Regions from separate parts of the Mus musculus genome. Here region 2 is linked to region 1. Evidence: chromatin contacts called from public Hi-C data. All regions are on one chromosome and are shown on one strand. The core of a region is the stretch at or near the end of the contact, and the rest is flanking DNA. Distances in the headings are between cores, read along the strand shown. Region 1 overlaps Clec16a (C-type lectin domain family 16, member A). Region 2 overlaps Clec16a (C-type lectin domain family 16, member A).

Evidence for each region. A called contact is a pair of places that touch in the nucleus more often than the background predicts.
Region 2: a Hi-C map of Th2 cells shows a contact between it and region 1, with 2.6 times the contacts expected there. The contact joins two enhancer-like sites. A contact is called at or near these places in 1 of 15 datasets of contacts at CTCF or cohesin (CD8 T cells), 15 of 484 Hi-C or Micro-C datasets (B cells, the G1E-ER4 cell line, the N1E-115 cell line and 9 more) and 2 of 115 datasets of contacts at active chromatin or transcription factors (DN3 thymocytes and double positive thymocytes).

What each region holds. Positions count from the first base shown.
Region 1 is chr16:10,571,471-10,579,208 of GRCm38.p6, reverse strand. It overlaps Clec16a (C-type lectin domain family 16, member A), which reads right to left. Exons shown (of 23, transcript NM_001204229.1): 5 at 7,610-7,715; 6 at 5,786-5,909; 7 at 2,533-2,707; 8 at 1,268-1,321. Among named protein-coding and RNA genes, the nearest start is that of Clec16a, 30 kb to the right of the region's middle. Within about 2 kb of position 3,313, at least 54 of the 459 cell types and tissues checked have an H3K27ac peak or open chromatin away from gene starts, as enhancers often do. A contact at or near this core is called in Th2 cells, where this site is marked.
Region 2 is chr16:10,717,057-10,724,794 of GRCm38.p6, reverse strand. All of the region lies in intron 21 of Clec16a (C-type lectin domain family 16, member A), which reads right to left. Among named protein-coding and RNA genes, the nearest start is that of Gm15558, 37 kb to the right of the region's middle. Within about 2 kb of position 4,709, at least 19 of the 459 cell types and tissues checked have an H3K27ac peak or open chromatin away from gene starts, as enhancers often do. A contact at or near this core is called in Th2 cells, where this site is marked.

The sequences.
Region 1 (7,738 bases), core at 2,064-4,563:
TTAAGGGCTATGAAACTAAGGAACAATGAATTAAAGCTATGTGGTTTGAGACATACTGAAGAAATGAGGTGCCTGAGCCACACGTCCTTCTCTAGAGAAGAGGCTGAGGGGCAGCCACAGGAGCTGGTGACCACGCTCCTCAGGAAAACCCACCCGAGTGATGCTCCAACAGCTGACGGGGTCATGACAAAGAGTTTCTTGGTTGGACTTGTAGCTTCCTGACCTGTTTGGGTCCTAACAGACTCCCAGAATTCCTAGCAGGCAATGCTGGCAGGTTTGTAACAAGTTTGTAATGGGCACAAAGGTCTGCCAGGAGAAGCTGTCCTGTACTGAGGTAGCAGAGGGGCCTGAGAAAGAACAGACCTCAGACAGAGTTCTGAGCAAACAAAGTCTCTAGAATAAGGCTCCAGGATGCAAGAAGTGGTCAGGCTACGTCTGAATTTAATCAACCTCCCCTCTGTGGGAAGATGGTAACTGAACCTCTTCTCAGGCCAGCAGGAGCCAGCATCACCCCAATCTTAAAACAGCAGGGGATCCAAGTAGAAGAGTATCTCACTAAAAGGAGATCAACCCTGCTACCATGGAAGGCATGGAGACAGAGCTCTAAGCAATCATCTGGCTATTTGACAGCTGGGTGAAGTGGCCCACGAATCTGGACTGCTAGTAATAAAAATATTTCTAAATATTTCTAAGTTATGCAACTGGGTCACCATGGAGTTTTTCCCATTCTTATAAATATTACATAGTTACAAGATGTGAAGGAGGAAACAGTTGTTTAAGGAGGGAGACAGGCAACTAACTAGCTTAAGATTCAAATCTCAGGCTGTGGCTGCTTTAATATCCCTTAGAAGATGATCTGGAACCAGAACCTCCACAGCCCCTCTGCATATAGCCATGGCAAGGCTGTGTGCTAGATCACAGCTCTGAGTGTGCAGTCACCCAGCACTTGGAGCACATTTCTCTCATTTCTAAGCATTGTGAACAAAGGCCACACAAACTCACATCTCCAGGGATGGAGAGAGTATGAGCATGAGCCAGCTGCTGGGAAGTGTCACCTAGAAATCAACAGCACCGATGCCAGGCCTCACTGCCCTTTAGTTTCCATCCTCTCCCGAGAGGCTAAACTCTACTTGGTGTATGGAAAGCAGCAGTTTCCCTTGTGTTGGACTTTATTTCAAGACGGGATCCACAGAACTACGTAATAAGCATCTGGACACGGGACAGGACCACATTTGTGTAGGAGACACGGGATGCATAACAAACATACCTGGGAGAGAAGATAGAGGGACACAGGCAGGCTGATTTTTGGCCGTTCTCCTCCCTAGTGAAGGACAGAGGAAACAGGTGGCTCTGGTTACAAAAGGCAAACAGAACACAGAAGACCACAAGTCCTCAGTTCAGACAGGAAGTGCGTCCCCTTCCCCACTGGGCTCTGAGACCAGCCTTCCCCTAAGAACCCTGCAGCACAGTCCTGTCTTGGCAGCTGATCCAATGGGTGTGCTCACTTCCAAGGTTACAGCCGTGCTCGTTCCCCAGCTGGGCACACAGGCCTTCATTACATGGGGAAGGTAGGACTTGGGGCCCTCTGGCCTCAAAAACAAAACAAAACAAAAACACAAAACAAACTGTGATTTGCACTCAGCTTCACGACTGCCCATGTTAGAGCAGTCCTGTCAGGGAGGGATCTTTAGGCCCTGCGTTTTTGTGCCTTGTCCAAGGACAAAGGCAGAAATGACTCCAATCCTAGGTCTCAGTGATGCTCTCCAGAGCTGCTCCAGTGTGAGCTGGAGCTGTGACTTCCTTTGCTTTATTTACTTATTAGTTGGAAGAATGCCTATGTTCTAGGTCCAAACAGACACCATGCCTTGGGGGCATCTAACGAGGTGCCTTGCAGGGAGACAGCTTCTGCTGGATACATCTGTGTTCCCTTGCCCTGTCTTCCTCTAACCTTAACTCTGAAGGGACAACTGAGGCCTCTCTTCCTGAAGCAGCTTTTCTCCTAGAGACCCCAGAACCAGCCACTCATGGTACTACTTAGAAACAGGTTACTCATATAGATGGCCTGTCCTAACCCAAGCCTGCTCAACTAGGTGAACTCCCTGAAATGAGATGGCCTCCCAGGAAGTCACTATCCCCTACCCCATGGAGGAATCAGGGTGACAACTTGTATGTAATCAGGAGACCTTTCCCTGAGCACGCTCCAGCACTTCCTATGCATTTCATATGAAAGTTCTGATGCTGACTGGCAATTCTCTGAGAATTAGCTTGAGTGAGCACCAGAGAAAGCTATGGGACAGCACACCCATAGAAGGGTGCACAGGAGCACAGAGGCTGAGTTCGAGGGGATCACACTTCCCTGACACCAGCTATGTTACATTTCTTGGTCATGTTCGTATCAAGAACAGAAGGCCAGTGAGCTTTGAAAGGCCTTTCCCTGGGGTGTGAGGCTCTGCTACTTCCACCCTCACTCCCAGAGGCTGTCTCTCAGAAGACACAGGCAAGAGGCAGGCCGTGGTCTCGATGCAGACTCACCTTGTCGGGGTTCTCCAGGGAGTACACGTAGAGCGGCAGGAAAAGCCTGTTGAGCAGGTGGTCGGTGAGTACGTCATTGAGGAACTCGCAGTTGATGATCAGGATGTCGTTGAGATAGTGCAGGTGGTCCAAGTGCTCAGCCACCAGGTCACTCAGTTTCCCCCGATTCCGGTGCCTGCAATAGAAATGTTCCTCTCAGTCCAGAGGCCAAGGCTTGGGGCCTTCAGCATAAACACAAGACACATGTGGAGACACATTCACTCCAGCCTCCAAGCTAGTGTAAGCTAGTGCAGATAATCTACACTAGGGAAGCTAGTGTAGACAGTCTCTTGATTATCCACACTGCCCCTGACAGGGGCAGACAAAAGAATAATATACAGGACACTGAAAAACATTTTAGAACTCTTGGGGCTCTTCCCCCTGATGGCCTTGGCCCAGGCACCCTACAACTGCAACTCCAAACAAGTCAGGGTAAGCTAAGCAAAGAAAAACAGTGAAGCCATTGTGGGAAGCCATTGCACAATAGTAGTCTAGTCACTGGCCAACATGGTAAGATTCCTCAGCTCCCTTATGACCAGTGCTAACAGAGCCACAAATCCCAGCGAGCCAAGTACTCCAGAGGTAAGGAATCACGAAGAAGGCCTTACTCCAAAGCTCTGGCTCCCACATGGCGGGACACAGAACCAAGACACACTCTTCCTCAAGCCCTCGCTGGAGGCATCTGTGACCCTGCAGCAAGCAACAACCATGCTGCCTGTTTGCAGGGTACAGTCAAAGAAGCCAGAAACAGAGTTCACGACCTCAAAAGCAGAAAGTGGGCAAAGAGCAATCAGCTGGGAGCAGGGCACTGTACCTGCATCAGGATTACTACTACCCAAGTTATAGATGGATGTTTCAGAAGGCATGAGACTTGGAAAAGCCAGAGCAAAGAGAGTGTTCTAATGGGGCCACCACTTGTGAACACCCACTTTTGACATTTGGGACCTACCATCTGACAGCTGGATTTTCATGTTTTACTCTCTCCCTCTAGACAATCTAAAATGTGTTTAAGATCCTTCTAGAAGTAACATGTATCAGGCAGGAAAGAGGTTCAGATTTGCTTTCCCCTAATTTGGTGCATTTATTCCACACCTTTACAAGATACCAATCAGAAATCTGCTTTGCAAAGCCCAAATATAATAAGAATCTATGATCCCACCTTACCAGAGACCCAGAAACACACACACACACACAATGTTCCATACTACTCCTTTAAGATACCATAAAAATAAGTTTAATAGGCTTTTAATATACCTCACTTTTTAATGTTTCCTTCAGAAAAACTTTACTGAAGTGCTCTGGTGAGTTTAACAGCATCTGTCATAACCGACCCAGCTACCCCAATCCAGAGAAAAAAAAAATGTGTGTGTGAAACTGGGGACTAAGCCTAGAGCCTCATGTGGCTTTGGCACATATTCTACAACAGAGCTCCTCCCCTAGCCTTCTTTGTACTTTATTTTGAGACAGTCTTACTAAGTTGCCCAGGCTGTTGGCCTGGAACCCACTCTGTAGCCAAGACAGGGCTTGGGCTTTTGATCTTCTTGCTGACACATCCTGAGGATCTGGGACGCCAGGCCTGAGCTAGCAGGCCCAGCTGAGGAAGGCTTAATCACTGGCCCTCTGTGAAGAGAGTCCCTCTGCCCTCTGTGGAACCTGTACTGCTCCCCACTCTGCAGCTGAGCCTTTGTAGGTGCTGTTCATTGGACTCTCCTCGCCACAACTCTGCCCCACAGTACTTACTGGGTAACTAGGTGACACTCTCATAACTGGTCACTGCAGAGCTCCACAGGAGACGCTGGGTTCACTTCCTTCCATGATAGCTGTGATCCACATGGCCCTTATCTTCCAGAAGGTCCAGTCAGCCCAATCCCACCATTTCCCTAGCCTCATTTCTTCCCAGTGCTGCCTGGCTCCCCTTGTCCAGGAGACTTCCTTTTGGATCCCCCGAGTATCCTGATCCCATCTCAGTATACTTTTTACAAGGCTAGGCAAAGCCTGTCCTTGGAGCCTTGTTCTCAGTTGGTGGTAAAGTAATGTCAAGAGGCTTTTCAGTTGTCCTGACTTGGAAAGGTGTTATTAGCCATGGAATACAAGAGGCAGGCCATGCAGGCTGCTCAACATTCTGCAAAGCAAAGTGCCCAGTTCAGAAGGTCAAACAGTATCAAGACAGAAAAAGCCACTGTGGAACTTCAAGTCCTCACTCTGAGGACATGGTCACCACCACCATCTTAAATCGTGTTTTAAAGGTTTTCTTGAGATACGATTCACTGATAAATAAAACTCATTCATTTCATGTACATAATGTAATGGGTTTCTTACATTTTTGTTCTTGGAGTACTAGCAGTTGAACTTAGGGCCTCAGCAAGTGCTCTCTGAGGCCCCATGTATGTTCATCACATCTGCTTTGTAACATTTTCAATCTTGTCTGTCAAAAGCCCTGTACTCAGCAGCAGCAGCTTTCTGACCTGCTCCCAGAAACACCCCCTCATCCTGTATCCCCGCCCTAGGAAACCTCTCATCTACTCTGTCTTTAGACTGTCCCTTCTGGGCATTTCAGTGAGATCCCGGGCTGTGAGGTGCTTGTGTCTGCCCCTCACTCAGGCCATGTTTTAGAGGTTTATCAGAGCATGTGTCAGCACTTCAGACCAGTCATGGCTAAGTACTACTCCACTGCATAGACAGATCCCATTTTGGCCATTTTGTGTTCTGTGTGGAAAGAGGGTACAGTATATGTGCATGTGTTTGTGTGTGGTGCTTGTGTGTGCTGTCTTTTGTGAAAGACAGAGTATCTCACTGGTCTGGAACTTACCAAGTAAACTAGCTGGCCGAAAAGCTCCAGAGACTTGCCTTTTCAATCACTGGACCCTGCACTTCCATGTCGTTTCCAGGGATAGAACTCAGGTCCTTAGGTTTGTGAGGCAAGGGCTTTAACAAGTCACCCATGCACTACATTTTGGTGATTCACACACCCTCATTTTCTGATCAGCAGCCTCACAGCCCCAGCTAGAGGCAGTGTTGCTCCAGTGCCCATACGGAGGCACATGGGAAAATTCCAACTTCCCACCACCCCAAACAGGGAAGCAGAGCCTTCTGCAGCCTGGAGTCCTGACTGCCTGCGTAGACACAAGTGCTGCTCTCCTCTCTACTTTTGCTTGGTGGAAACACACATCCTCAGCACCCTGTTCTCCAATGAGACGGCTGGAACACTACTTACTCCTCATCTGTCTGCACACAGTTGTCAAGTTCGATCACATGGCTCCCAATGAACCAGACCAAATTGGAGAAGTACGGGACAGCGGTTTTGTCTCTGATGTAGTGCAGCATGGCCTGGTTATCCACTAAGAGGACGCACAAAAGAAGAGATAGTAAGCCACCAAAATAATTCAAGGACAGTTTAACAAAACAAAACACCCAAACAAACCAAAAATCACCATGAAAAACCTTGCTACCATCTGAGACTCTGTCTTTCCTGAAAATACTTGGAAATATTTATCTTAGTTATCACACAAAGCTGTGCTGGTGCTCTTCTCTCAACTAACACACTTAGTCATTACTGTTATAACTGAGGGAGGGACACTCAGTGCACTGGAGAGCCTGTACATCAGCAAGGGCAAGGCCTGACTAAACTGAGAACGCAGCACTCTCAAACCAACTCTCCTGCATTTACTTGTAAGGCAAGCTCAGAAAGAGGAAAACCAGAGGTTAATAACTTACATGACACTGGAATAAGGAACAGGAATCGGCATTGGAGGAAAGGCAAAAACAGACAACAGTTAACAGGGTTAGGAACTGGGAAGGTGAGACAGCGGCCCAGAAGGACAAAGCCTAGTCAGGAGGCATCTAAACCAAAAGACACAGTTAGAAGAGAGCAAGAGAAAACAGAGCATAGGACAGTGGAACCAACTATGCATGGCCAAGGCTGCAAACTCAGAAGTCTGCCAGGTCAATGGCTGCACAGCGAACCAAGTCTGAAGGCTGGGAGAGCAAATTAGGGGGTTGGAGCCCTAGCAACGATTGCTTCTCAGCCTTTGACCACTTAATTCCCCATGGGAGTGTGGGCCCTGAATACCCAAATGCACATCTTCAAGTCAGAAATGCACAGTGTAAAAACTCCAAATTTTTATATTTTAAAGCAAACACACACGCACACTTTCTTTTTAGAGACAAGGTATTCCTGGATGTTCTGTATATTTTTTTTTCCATCTGAGCCAACTGAAATGTGTCTGAGGGATGGTTTGTGTCTACAGGCTCTCATTTTGCAATCTCTGGCTGGACCAAATTAGGCTCTGAGAAAAAGCTCTTAAATTAAATTTAAGGTGACCTTCCCTGGCCCTCAACTGGTATTGCATCTCAAGTAATACCACCTTGACTCATGAAAGTCAAAGCCCTTGAATGGCCAAGAAACTAGAGGCCCAGCTTCACTGTGGTTTCCACAAGGAAATTAATTAGCCTTTAGGAATTGTCTTAAGAGGGCCAGTTCCAGCTCCAAAACCTTGCAGGCAGGCAGGCAGCCTGTGTGCCAGCACCGGCAGGCCTTGTGGAAAGACTCTCCACTGGACACAGGATGGAGCATTACATACATCTGAGAGAAAGGAAGGACTGTTGTTAATACTGGCCTTGGTGGCTGGCTGGGAATACAATACTGCCTCCTGCTGCTTGTGATGTGAAATGCTCTCATGCATATTTAAAGATAAACTATAAAACAAATAACTGTAACAGCGTATTTTATAAGCCAAAACACAAAAATTTAAAGCTAAAATTTTCAAGACAGTTTTGCTTTATCTAATTAGCTTATGGCCACTCCAACCCCTCAAAGACTTCTTGGGATAGACTAAGGTGGGGCAGCAGCAGGGAACAATGCTAGAGTATACAGCTCAAAGATTTCCACAAGGAACAGTGATATGCCTGCAAATCTCTGTCAGACAAGCAGCCACTGCTCATACTAGGCAAGGTCTCCAGTAACTTGGAACTGTGTTTGTGAGCTTGGGAGCCAGCACTTGGCTTACGACCTGAAGCCCAAGTGCACGAGGAAACTTACCTTTGTAGACATTCAAAGTGATGGTTCTCACGGCAATTCGAACCATGCTTTCGGGATGATTGAAGAACTTGATGGCTTCTGTGTACAGGGCAAAGTCATTGGTGTGCTAAAACAAAAAATGGTTCCAAA
Region 2 (7,738 bases), core at 3,460-5,959, 140 kb before region 1:
AGTTCAAACCAGAAATCAAAGATTCTAAAAGAGGACTAAGACCTTGAACCTGAGGGCGGTAAGAGACTGCACAGTATGCAGACAGGGACACTGGGGCCTGGGCTGAAGCTTTTTTAATCTTCCAAGAAAGCAGGGGCTGGTGGTGCCTTCTGGGTATTTGACTAAAATATAAGTGTTCCAGGTTAAAAAGCATTTGCCTTTTTGGAATTATGGAACTGGCTTGAGTCTATGTAGGGGATTCCACAGGGGCCTCTCAGAAGGTCAAGTGCAGAAGCCTGCTCAACTCAAGTGTCATTCTAAGGAGCTCCTACTCTGTGTAATGTAGGGCTACACCTGGCAGACCACCAGGGGCTCACTGCTTTCAGGATTAACTCTATCCTTACCCACAGACTTGTAGGGCTTGCTGCTCCCAGCATACATCTGTATCCCTCTGAGAACTGAAGCCCACCACCAGAGAAACAAGCCCTGAAGCCCTATAACAGAAGCAGCTAGTACTAGACCGACATCGGGCTGCATGCCAAATCAAAGTGACAGTAGGAAGACTTCTGTCACAGAACAGCACATTTAGCTTGAGCCTCTCAGGAGTTCCAGCTTAGGGGGAAAGCATAGCATGGTGGAAGTCTTGGGACCCACTGGTCACTGAGAGTCTGCATCCCTTGACCCTCTCCTGGCACGTCCCCGAGAGCAGCAGAGGAGACTTAGCTGCTTGCCTTTAGAAAGTGTCTCATTTATTCTGCCGAGAAGCCACCACATGGTGGCCTTCATCAAACTTACTTCTCTAAGCAGTGACACTGTGATTTCTACAAGAGTGAAAAAGGAAGTGCTCTGGTTGGTGCACTGCAGTGCCAGAGAGTGGCTTCCCTGCTTTTTTTCCAGATTTTTCTGTGGATCCCACTGGTAGAGATCACACACAGTACAAGTTTGGCTGTGAAAGTGAAAGAGGGTGGGAAGGGTGGGAAGAACTAAGAGGCTTCCCTGACCCCACAGAGACCTGGAGGCTAAGAAAGCCTTCTGTTCTATCAGGAAAACACAGTGTTAACACCCTGGGTCCTGAAAGATATCAGGGGCTGAGACCATCAGTGTAAGACCCCCCACTCTGTGTACATTTCCAATTCTTCCAAAGAAGGTGGCTATCTGGACTTTTATGTAAACTACACACTGCCTGAACTTTTAAAATGTGGAAATAACATTTCCAAAATTGCCCCAACCCTTTCAGAACAGGATTTCTCCCAGGGTGGCCTTTAACTTGCTATGTAGCCCAGGATGACCTTGAACCTGACTTTTCAGCCTTCACCTCTTGAGTGAGGTGATTACAGGCAGGACAGAAGGCAGGGTTTTGTGAAGGCCAGGCTGGTGCATCCCACTGAACAGCAGCCCCAGCCTTTCTGCTCTTTTTGAAAAACAAGGTGTGGCCTACCTAAGGGGGTGGGGCAAAGCTAGCTTGCCTCTTGTCTGTACATAAATCCTGTACTGTGCTGGGCTGTCATTGGCTCAATCCTGAGCCTGAAATGTCAGCTCCTGTGATGGGTGGTGTGAGCTTGGAGCACAGGTAAGAGCTCTGCCTGGGCCAGAGGTCCCCAGAGTCCCCTGGGAGGGAGAGGCTCCAGGGCTGCCAGGGCTGCCACTGTGAATGGGAGCTAAGGACCACAGGCTCCCAAGATTGCCTTTCATTGGCAGATTCACTCCGAGGCCAGGGCTCAGGCTCCTAGCCAGACAGTGTTCATATTTTTCTCACCACACACTGAGATGCTGGGAAACAGTAAAAAAAAAAAAAAAATCAATCAGCCCTGTGACCTCCTGCACAAACCCAAGACAGCCATCCTGCACAGCCCTGCTTCTCCCTCACTGGCTCTTGCCTTGACTGTGCCCTTTCACCTCTGCTGCATCTGCCAGGTCCCTTGGGTGAACTGGGTAGAGATATGACAGAGCCTAATACTTCAGTCGGCTACAGCGCTGTACTGCTGCTGACAAGGTCTGGAGTGACATGGACCTTTCTGACGCATGCGTCGGACCCAGTATGTCTCTGGAGCTTATCCTTCGATAAGATGAGGGTGGATGTGGGGAGCCAATCAGGGAGAAGGTGAGGAAAGCCACCTTAGGCAGAGGTGATGCCACCTGGAGAGATGGCAGAAGAGTTAAAGACTGCTCTTACCACACACTGAGATGCTGGCTACTCTTCCAGAGGACATAGGTTTGCTTTTCAGCACTCACAGGGTGGCTCACAAATATGTGGAACTCAAGTTCTAGAGGATTTGACACCTTTTGTCCTTCTTAGGCACCAGGCATGCACATAGACATTCAGGAAAACACCAGAACACATTAAATGAATGAATGAATGAATGAATGAATGAATGAGGGAGATAGCTCACCTGTAAAGATGATTGCTGCCTATTGATACAGCATGAGGATCTGAGTTAAAGTCCCCAGCACCTACATAAAAAAGCTGCATGTGGCTGCATGTGCCCCTGTGCCTTACTGCTGTGGTGTCAGAGACAGGAGGATCCCTTGCTGGGGACAGCCTAGCTCCAGCCTCAGAGAGAAAGCCTGTTTCAAGGAAATACAGTGGTGAGTGGTACAGTGGGACACCCAATGGCCTCTCCTCTGGCTTCTGAGCATGTGTTCTCATACACACAGACAGTCATCTACTGCTAAACAAGTAAAATGCTAAAATAAATAAACAAAACAAGGGGTTAGACAGACAAAAGCTCAGGGAGTTAAGGGTGAGTAATGTTCTTCCAGAGGCCTGAGTCTGGTTGCCAGCACCTAGGTTGAGAGGCCCACAATCACCTGTATTTCCACTTCTAGATGGTCTAACATTTTGGCTTCTGTGGGCACACACACATGTGGCAAACACTCCTCCTTCCATAACATAAATAATAATAAATAAACATGGAGCAAACTTGGACCTGGGTGCTTAGTGAGAGAACCTCAGCAACACACACAGCACTGAGGGTCTCCTGGCATGTGGGTACCCTGGGCACAGCATTGAGGGTCTCCTGGCATGTGGGTACCCTGGGCACAGCACTGAGGGTCTCCTGGCATGTGGATACCCTGGGCACAGCATTGAGGGTTTCCTGGCATGTTGGGTATCCTGGACACAGACCCTCACCCCTGCTCCCTCACTTTCTGGCTCTCTCCAGTGGGTCTAAAGATGCAGGATTTCTGATCTATGAACTCTGGGATCACCCGAAGGGCTTCACACTCAAGTATCACTTTTTGATTTTCTCCCAGTGTCCCATTAGTGGAAAAGCCACTTTCTGTCCTGTATCAGGGAAGGTGGCGGTAGCAGATATGTAAACGAGGGGAAGGGAACACTACAGCAGTCACCATTTTCTGCTTTCTGACTTTTGCCATAGGCGACTCGATGACTGGCTTTGCCTGCAAACACTTAAAGGCTTTTATTTCTGGTTGGTTTTAAAGGGATAACATACAAAAATATCTGAGAACTTGCAGAATCTGATAGCCTATAGCTCTTTATCCATGGACAAATCCTCTTGGTTATTAAGGGCTATACGTGAAAACCTGCAGAAAAGAGAAAATTTTTTTTCAGTATTCTGCTTTTTCCCTGTGCCATTTTAATATGATTTAGCCCTTTGGTTCAGGTGAGGGCCTGGCTATGTGGACCACCACCCATGGGAGACACCTCAGGGCCAAGTGTCCGTTTTGCAGCTGGGGGACCCCTGAGCTGTGTGGATGTCAGGAATGTAGATGCTCCCCCCTGCCTTGGAGGAGCACCTGCTATGGAGGTCTGGCTGGCATGAGGACCTGGGAACTGGTTCTGCAGTGGTGCTCTGTAGACTATTAAAAGTATAGGGCACCAGGGCTTGGGCTTTCTCCCCAGGATACCTGGGCTTTTGCCTCTCCCAGTCCCTGCCCACTTTAAATGGCATTACCATGTATGCATGAGAGAGCACAGAGCTCCACAACGGCCTCTCAGCCAAGGCAATAGAAAGTTCACCACCAGCGGCCATCTTGGCTGCCTGTGTTCTGAGGCAGTGAACAAGGCTGAAAGAGCAGGGAGAAGGAGGCCGTTAGATAGCTGTATGGGGATTTGTAGGCATGTGGGTGGGGTGGGGTTGGGTGGAGGAGGCAGGAGGGGAGATTCTCAACCCAGAGACAGAGCAGGTGGGCCAGCTGAAGGCCCCTGACAAGGATGTCCCCAGAGCTGGAGTAGGCCAGGAGTACCTGGTTTGCTGAAGACTCTAATCAGCCCTGCTCTAACCTCTCAGGCCAGAAGCAAGGCAGCACTGTAGGGTAGGTCTCATAATGTGGATGCCTAGCCCCGAGGATTACACAAGGTGGAAGAATACAAAGAGGCCAGAGAATTCACTGTTAATTTCTGCAAAAGATGTACGATATACCCCCAGGGCAGACAGCCACAGGCTGGGGTTCCTTCCCATTTACTTGTTTGCTAGGACTTGGGCTTATAGAGCAGGGTGGTTTGCTCCTGCTATAGCTATACCACTGAAGCTCTCCTGTGTGTGTTAACTGACTGGGGTCAGGCCAGACTGACAGATGGCAATGTTGCCTTACACATGAATACAGAAAGAACCAAAGATGCTATCAGCGCGGTGGGCGTTAGATGGGATCAGGGGACATGCTGAGTCATACAAAGGCCAAGATGGCCACCAGCCCAGAGCATGCTTCCGAGGCTTACAGCTGCTGCTCAGTGGGCAGGGCTCTGCTGGCTTCTGCTCCTGGAGCCCCACGACACTTGGCCAGCCAGATGGTCAGTATCTGTCATGTGCAAAGGAGAAGTCCAGGGAGAAGCAGAAGCTCAGATAAACGACACAGGGGGAGAGGAGTGTTCCCAGGCCTTGAGCTGCTCCTAGGTAATGTGATGTAGAAGCCCTACTTGCCCTGAGAGCACATGTACTGGAGACTGTATGTCCAGGCACTTGCATTTTGACTGCTGAACTGGAAGCTGGCCTTATCAAGGCAGAACTTAGTCAGTCTTGGCGGTGGGGTGTGTGGTAGGAGAATTGATCTGGGTCTTTTGAGAATGCAACACCACACATGACCGAGACTGACCGTCCTTTTGTCACCCATGTGACTGGAGGCTTCAGTCACTAAAGTGAGATCTGAAAGTTCTCCTAAAGTAACTTTAACTGTCTGAGCTAAAGGATTTGTTTTAAGACAGGATCTCAGTGATCCTGCCTCTGCTTCCCAGGTGCTCCCAGGAGGGTCCTCCATGCCTAGTTTGTCATAAGGATTTACAGCAGAGCTACCAGTGAGAAAATGGAGTTCTTGCTCTCAGCCTCATGTGTCCATGCCCGCTCCGTTGCTTTCAGCACACCAGGGCTGTCTTGTGTGTCTGACAGCTGTATGCATGTAAAACTCAAAATCCAACCAGTCTGACCTGCCTCCAAACAGTTACACATGCTTCAGTACCTCCTACGAGGATGCTATGGGGGCATTACTGTTGGTTCAAAGGAGGACTGCACACAGGTAGCTCTCTCTGGTTCTCTGCAGGCTCTCCTTGCCCTGCTCACAGCACATGCGTGTGTGCACACTTCTGCAGGCTCCTCTTCTCCTCACTTCTCATTTCCCCAAATCAGCAGTTTGGAAATGCTTGGAAGTAACTTTGGCATGTCATGGAGAGATACGGGTGCTCTGAACGAAAATCCACAAGTGGCTCATGAGGCTGGGGAGGGGCTTGTGCTCTGTGCTTCCTTGCAAATGCCAAGCTAATGCCTGAGGCATTAAAATCACTCTGGCTCTTGTGCATCTCTAGTTTTGACTTATTTTTTTAAGGATGATTAATATTTCATCATAAAAGTATTGATTTCCTTTAACTAAGAGACTTCAAGTTTGTTGCATCCTTAAGCATGATTTTATTATGTCTCGGGCCAAATGTTTTCTTTTCTCCTCCCCCCAGAAGGATGCTTTTGCTTTTGATATAACGTGTGTCAAGAAGAAAAGAGGAATTGATTCACAGAATTCTGCATTACATGCAACTCTGAAGGCAGATATCCAGTTCATGGACTTGAAGAGATGGTTCTTAAGGCAAGTCTACCTTTTCCCTGTAAAATCTTCCTCATTAGTCAGGCCACTGAAGCCTAACACAGATGAAACATAGGCAGCCCCGAGAGGAGGATGTGAGGGGTTCAGACAGCCTGGACGTGAACCCTAAACACACAAGCTGTACACCACAGACCCCCAACCCCATGCCGTCATCTCCTCCTCTCATGAAAAGCAACAGAACTCTTTCTGGCTGGAGTGCCTCAGAGCTACTGTTCCCTATTCACATAAGCAGGTGGTAGAGGCCAGCAGTGGAACTGGGTAGCACTCAGTTTTACAGAGGCCATCCAGGAAACAGGCGGAGGGCAGTAACTGGCAAAACAGCTAGCGCTCTGCACTGTTTAAATATTGAACATCCTCTCTCCTTCCTCCACATTCATTATTAACCGGGCCCTGCATAGCTGGGTGCACTGACTTCATTTCTTCCCAAGAATCCAAGACGCAGTGGCCAATGCCCAGGGGCTGGGAGATGCAGTGGCCAATGCCCAGGGGCTGGGAGATGCAGTGGCCAATGCCCAGGGGCTGGGAGATGCAGTGGCCAATGCCCAGGGGCTGGGAGATGCAGTGGCCAATGCCCAGGGGCTGGGAGAGGGGGTGGAGATTTGGGGTTCTTTCTTTCATTCCTTTCACTAGAAATCCTTTCCAGTCACCCCCCCCCTTTTTTTGAGACAGGGTTTTTCTGTGTAGCTCTGGCTGTCCTGGAACTCACTCTGTAGACCAGGCTGGCCTCGAACTCAGAAATCCGCCTGCCTCTGCCTCCCGAGTGCTGGGATTAAAGGCGTGCGCCACTATGCCCGGCTCATTCCCATATTTTTAGAGGTTTAGATTCTTGGAATTGTCTCCTAACCTCAGTACCCAAACACAGGTGATCAGTGGTTCAAATATTGACAGGCTGGACATTCTCCCCTTCCCCACAAGGAGCAGTGGCAGAGGGAGGCCATGGGGAAGATGCTGCCATCACCAGACCAGCATGGCCTCAGAAGTGTTATGGTGACAGGATAGATCACCAGCCCTGTCCAAGTGAAAGCCATGTCAGGATGTCACATGAAAACAAGTGTTTTGTTTGAAAGAAAGGAGCTTGGAGACACTAGTTATTTGCCTTTGGCTAGACAGCTGAGAAGGAGATGACAGATGTCAGGGACCCAGGCCAGCCATCGGGGACATCCAGGAATCATTTGGACCACTCTTCTTGAAGATGCAACTGTGAGAACAGAAACTTAACATCTATCTATAGAAAAAGGGGGCACCTTTCCTTTGCAGGGGACCAAGGCCCTCCGGGACCTGGCTTGGCAGGGTGGGCTAGTGAGCAGTATTCCTTGTTCTTGGGCTTTTTATCTATTCAAGAGTTTGACCCAGCTATCACTGCAGCGCTGCATTTGAGGTTGGTGTCTGCCCTGCCTAGGGGCTCAATTTGTCCATCCCCGAATCCTGTCCTAGGAATTGATTCACAGAATTCTGCATTACATGCAACTCTGAAGGCAGATATCCAGTTCATGGACTTGAAGAGATGGTTCTGTGAACCTCCCTGTGCTAAGTGTCTGTAGGCCAACTCTGATTTCTAGGCTGAGGACTCAAGCACCCCACAAGGGTCTTTGTTTTCAGTTATACGAAGCCTCTGGTTCTCTGACAGGCTTCTTTAAGGCCACATTTCTGAAGTCCCCCTTGATTAAGCTTCCCAGGTTCCTTTCCAATTCCAGCTCCTAGAATATAGCCTAAA